Linked DNA regions of Zea mays: region 1 is linked to region 2. A link is a contact called in public Hi-C data. All regions are on one chromosome and are shown on one strand. The core of a region is the stretch at or near the end of the contact, and the rest is flanking DNA. Distances in the headings are between cores, read along the strand shown. Region 1 has its middle 44 kb from the start of LOC111590292. Region 2 holds the start of LOC103640889 (thioredoxin M-type, chloroplastic-like).

Region 1 (2,700 bases), core at 182-2,681, 180 kb before region 2:
TCCATCCAAGACCCAAACCTCGAATTGATCTATTAATTTATAGGCGACTCCAGGTCGTCTGGAGACGTCCCGGGTAACCTGTTAACCCAGGGCGTACTAAGATTCTTCTCCAAAGGGCGAGATTTAGATTCCAGCGAGGAATAGGAAGACGACCTTGCGCCATTATGGACCGTTCGACCCTGTGCGCGTCCCGTGCGACGCAGGGAAGACGTCGCTCCTGTGCCTAGGTCCCGGACCGTATGGTCCAGAGCCGCGGACCGTCCGCGCCGCCGCAGAGGGGCACCGCCAGCTGGTACACCTCTAGTGATTGGCGCTGCCCAGATCGACGCCAACGCTATCTATACATCTAGATCTTCATCATAATCACAAAGATCTCCCCTACAAGATCCAGCGTCCTCCTTTGCGAGATTTGGCGTTCAAGCAGAGAGTTTGGGGCACGAATTGAACGAGCGTCAGTGAATTCACTAAACCACTATATTTATAAGGGCTATCTATCTATACATCTAGAATTGTATTCTTCAGGGGGACTCAATTGTGAATCTAGAATTACATCTTTTTACCAGACCGAGTATACTCCATCCATGTCACTATTGTTGTTGTGCTATTCCAGACGATGCAGCAGAAGCAATCATTGACCAGGACCCGCGGACGGCTGGATCGATCCTGGTTGTGTGCATGATTGCCTTGCCCAGCTCTATGATAGAGCAATTATTGATAAGTATGACCATCTGCTTACCTAAGACGATCGATCGAAACTGTCATAAATATTTCTTTTTTTTTTGTTTCGGTCTTGTGATCGGTCAAAGTATATGGGATTAGTACTAGGGAAACTACCAGAGAGTCTGAGATAGAGGCGTGTGTGGCTGAGGATCGTGGAGGGGTGGTCAAGGCAACCAGCAGGTAAGAGCTTTTCTCTCTCTATCGTCGGAGGGGGGATCTCGGCGTCGGGACGGGACTCGGGAGGCGCGCGGCCATCTCGGCCAGTCTCTCGCCGGTGGATCGCTGGGTGGCAGATTGAGCAGAACGGATTTACAACCAGTGTTTGCTCAACGCCGGTAAAGGTCGGGGCTCGGTCATCTTTGTCCATGGGACTGGGTTCGAGTCCGGCGCTAGAGGTAGGCAGCCAGGTTGCGCCTCCGCTCCTGCAAATTCGCAATGGGAGGACATGCTGCTGTCTGCCTGCCTGCCGGTGATGGAGCCGTCGGGGTTTGCAAGTCGCGACCTGGGCTGGGCCGACGTCGGGAACACGGTTGCATCCTCCCGCCTTGTGCTCTCTTCTTCCAGGAACAAGGTGAAGCCATGGCAGGGCAAAATTGCCGTCGCCACGCCGCTCGCCGAAGTTCGCTGTTGGAGATGCACTATCAAAGGCGCGCAGTTGCGTTGTTCCTCTGGACAGTGCCGTGATCACAGGTTGACGAAGACGCGTTCGTTGCCTAGGTCTGGGGATCCGTTGGCTGTTAATTCGAAGAGAACATATCTAAGGCACATAGTGCACATATTAAATCATCACCATTCATTTTAAATCTAACGGTTTTAGTTGATAATTCAAATTATAAATAACACATTTCACAACTACACACCACTACGTTGGAGGGTGTTCTTAGCAAAATATATCAAACAACTAGAGACGTTAAATCTAAAATAAATGGTAATGATTTAATATGTGCATCAATCTTCTATGTGCATTAGATATCAAAATCAAGTGTTTTTTTGGAAAGCCTGGTGACAGGGCGTTTCACCGGGATTCTCGGACGCCATCAGCAGCGCTGGATTCAGGGAGATGTGGCCTTAATTGGGCGGGTCCACGACGACTGGGCTGGCTTTCCTTTTTACCAGAACGGGTACTAGATCACCGGTGGCGAGGGCAGTTCATTCAACTTTCAGAAGCTTGTCGCCTAGCACTTTCGTCGCGGCGACTAGGCAGGCACACTATGGCGCTGGGAGGTGGTCATGGCGGCCGTGGAGGGGGAAGAGGCCAGCATCAGTCTAACGGCGCTCGCAGTCATGCCTCGGGTCATCACCAGCATGGCGGCGCGGAGGCCGGTGCAGGGGAGGAAACCAGCCGGTGTTTCATCCCGGCTATGGAGGCGGTGACCGTAAGCTGGCCGTCGAGGAGGAGTTCGTGGACGACCAGCTGCTTGGCGTGGTGGGCGAGGTAGTTCTGTAGGGGGGCGGTTCTTCGGTGGTCGTGCTACGCCATTTTAGAACATGGATGGTGGCGAACAGGGCAGGTACGCATATGGAGCCATGGAGGGGCTTCTTCCACTCTGGCTGCAGGTCAGCGTTACGGATACGGGGTAACAGTGAGTCCTCCAGTGGCACCTGATGTTTCAAAGGCAGCTGACTTGACTTGCTTCACCAATCTTTTGCAGCGGCAAATGGTGGCGGGGGTGCTGCTAGGAATGTCCCAGACAATACCTGGGAACAGATTGTCACTCTGCTGCTGCAGTCTGTGGGGAAGAATCAGTCCATGTCCAATTCTAGGTGGGATGCTGCGCTGGATGGATCATAGGCCTCAGCGCAGTTCAAGGCTTGATACAATCAAAGAACTCTATAAGCCGACTCATGTGGATGACAAGGTGGGGTCTTCTGTAACACCTGTGGCAAAAGAAAAAGTTTCGTTTTGTTTTGTTTCAGGTGTAAAACCAAAGGACACCAGTTGAGTGACCGCAATATTGAGTTGTTTTGTGAAGTTTGTGA
Region 2 (2,700 bases), core at 60-2,559:
ACTGTCCGTCGGGGCGCAACCTCGGCACGGCGAGCGCAGGATGTGGCATTGCCACTGCAGATCACGCCGTAGATGCTGCTCGCCATGGCTCACGTGTGCTCTAGCTGCTCGATAAAATGATCACAAGAATGAATGTTGTTTCAACACTAGCAGACTACGCCGGCGTTGCCACAGCACACTACGCCGTTGATGCTGCCCAGGCAGGTCCATGTGATGCAAGGGCAAGGCTATGACGGAGCAGTAGCAGAGGGCTGGCTGCCTGAACCGAATGAACGCATTACGCATCATCGTCATATCATATATCCATCCATATATATGCAAGGGCAAGGCTAGAGATACATGGTGTTTATGCGCGAGCTGGGCACATGTATCATCGATCCCAGTATCCCATGCATGCAGATGCAGCTCGGGGGCACATCACGAGACATGGGCTGCCTCTCTCGCGCGCTCATGAGCTACTACCGATGTACTTGTCGATGAGGGTGGTGAGCGTGGACTTGGGGACGGCGCCGATGACGCTCTCCTTCTTCTCGCCGCCCTTGAAGATGAGCACGGTGGGGATGCTGCGGATGCCGTAGGTGGACGCCACGTTGGGGCTGTCGTCCGTGTTCACCTTGCAGCACATGATCTTGCCGGCGTAGTCCTTGGCCAGCTCGTCGATCACCGGCGCGATCATCCGGCACGGCCCGCACCACGGCGCCCAGAACTCCACCAGCACCGGCGTCTCGCACGCCATCACCATCCCGTCCCAGTTCTTCTCGTCCGCCACCAGCACTGCCCACGGAGCCACCAGCGACGCGACGCGGGCGAGGCTCATCGTCAGTTTATTTATATATATATTCGCAGGCACCGAAACTTACTCCTATATAATATTACCTTCGTCCACGGCGTTCTTGGACTGGCAGACGTGCCGCGCCCGGCGCGTGGCGACGCGGCCGACGGACAGCGGCGCGGCCGCGACCCGCTTCGACGGCAGCACCAGGTTACCGCCGCTGCTGCAGACGAGGAGCCTGTCCTTGCTGCCAGCAGGGGCGGCGTGCAGCGCCCACGCTCTGAAGCACGTCTCCAGGGCCATTAATTCTTGTCTGGCGTGGTGGTCTCACTCACCTCACGCGCGCGTCCACGGCGAGAACGAATGTGGTGAGTAGGTGAGCGCGAACGGCCGGCGTAGGCGGCGGGGATAGGATTTGTTTCCCGGACATCATGGATATTTGGGAGCAGGCTGGGGTGGCATTGTGAGGTGGGCAGGGCCTGCGGCTCTGCATGTGGATGAGGTGTTTTTTTTCCAGCTCCTGCGTTGCCACCCACATAAGCTTCCTTTTCTTCTGGCATCGTTTATGTGCGCGCGCTGCTGTCTGCCCTGGGCCGCCTCACGCCTCTAATTCAGCTAACGTGGTAAGAAGATGAAAACTTTTCCTTTTTATGTTTAAAAATAATCGAAATTTCAAATGTATATCCAGATTTCGAAAAAAATACATTTATGTATACCTACAGCATGAGGTAAAACAATCTAAGCAACTAAATAAATATTAACAATTATTTTATATACATATATGTGAATTACAATATAAACCGACTTGAAAGGAATAGGTAGATTTTAACATAACGAGTCACGAGACACACAAAATCAGACAGAGCTCCATTACCCCTCCATGGACTCTTCTCTGTATTGAAAATGACACAAATGAGATTCTAGAGGGATAGAAATGATTATATAGCGGGGACCTGACACTTAGCCACAGAGCGGCAGGTCCCCAGCCGCTCACCCACCGAGCGACAAGCTCCCTGCCGCACTGCCATTGAGCGACAGGAGCCCTAGCGCTCGGGTAAGGTGCAACAAGAACTGCTCAATAAAAAAACAAAACAATACAGGTCTATACTGCTCCCCACTGACGCGACAAGTACCCATAATTGTAATTTTTTAAGTTGAGATATAAAATAGAAATTTCATTTATTTTTAAATATAAAAAGGAAAAGTTACATAAAAGATCTTGGAGAACATTATAAAACTTCAGTATCTCATCCCCTCAGCACTAGCCATTAGATGGGATAAAACATAGATGCATACTATGGAATTAGGAGAAATCGTCATAGATGGTGTATACTTCAGCGGTCGGTGGAGGCGCATAAATGTGACCACATGCTCAGCCCCTCCATGAGGCATTTCCTGGGTGTGTAGTACACAACCACCAAGGAGCGGTGTTCACGCTAACACTTGCAAGACAAAACATGATGGAGGCACAAAAATGCAACCACATGCTCAGCTCCTCCGCTGGACATTTCCTAAGTGTGCGGTCTACAACCACCAAGGAGTGGTCTTCGCGCTAACACTTGCAAGTCAAAACAAAAAACGTGAAAAAGGTAAGAAATGAAAAAACCAACAAAACGAAGTGGCCTTACCCGCAACACTAGCCATCTCTAACAGTACATCAGGACCCAAATTCAAATGTTAGTCCATGTCATAGTCTTCTACAGACACCTCCCTAGCTCGCGAAACATCTTGAGGCTTTAGGACCTCAACATTGTGCCCTCGCCCTCCTTCGCAAGGCAGTGGACGTTGTACTGTTCGGGGGGTGAAGTCCCTCTCTGTGTTGCAGGTGACTTGTTGATCCCTCTAGACTACGATTTGCTCAAGTGTCCTAGGGATTTTCATGCATACATGCCATGTATGGCTGCCTCAAACTTGTTGATTGCACCCTG

What was found. Hi-C and Micro-C count contacts between places; a contact is called where the count stands out from the background.
Region 1: a Hi-C map of ear shows a contact between it and region 2, with 4 times the contacts expected there. The contact joins the enhancer-like site here to the promoter of LOC103640889 in region 2. A contact is called at or near these places in 3 of 25 Hi-C or Micro-C datasets (ear, leaf and tassel).

The regions. Positions count from the first base shown.
Region 1 is chr10:15,998,235-16,000,934 of Zm-B73-REFERENCE-NAM-5.0, forward strand. No RefSeq gene overlaps it. Among protein-coding and RNA genes, the nearest start is that of LOC111590292, 44 kb to the left of the region's middle. Within about 2 kb of position 1,432, at least 15 of the 20 cell types and tissues checked have an H3K27ac peak or open chromatin away from gene starts, as enhancers often do. A contact at or near this core is called in ear and leaf, where this site is marked.
Region 2 is chr10:16,173,755-16,176,454 of Zm-B73-REFERENCE-NAM-5.0, forward strand. It overlaps LOC103640889 (thioredoxin M-type, chloroplastic-like), which reads right to left and starts at 1,310. Exons shown (of 2, transcript XM_008664343.3): 1 at 877-1,310; 2 at 267-774. The coding sequence starts at 1,075. The coding sequence ends at 449.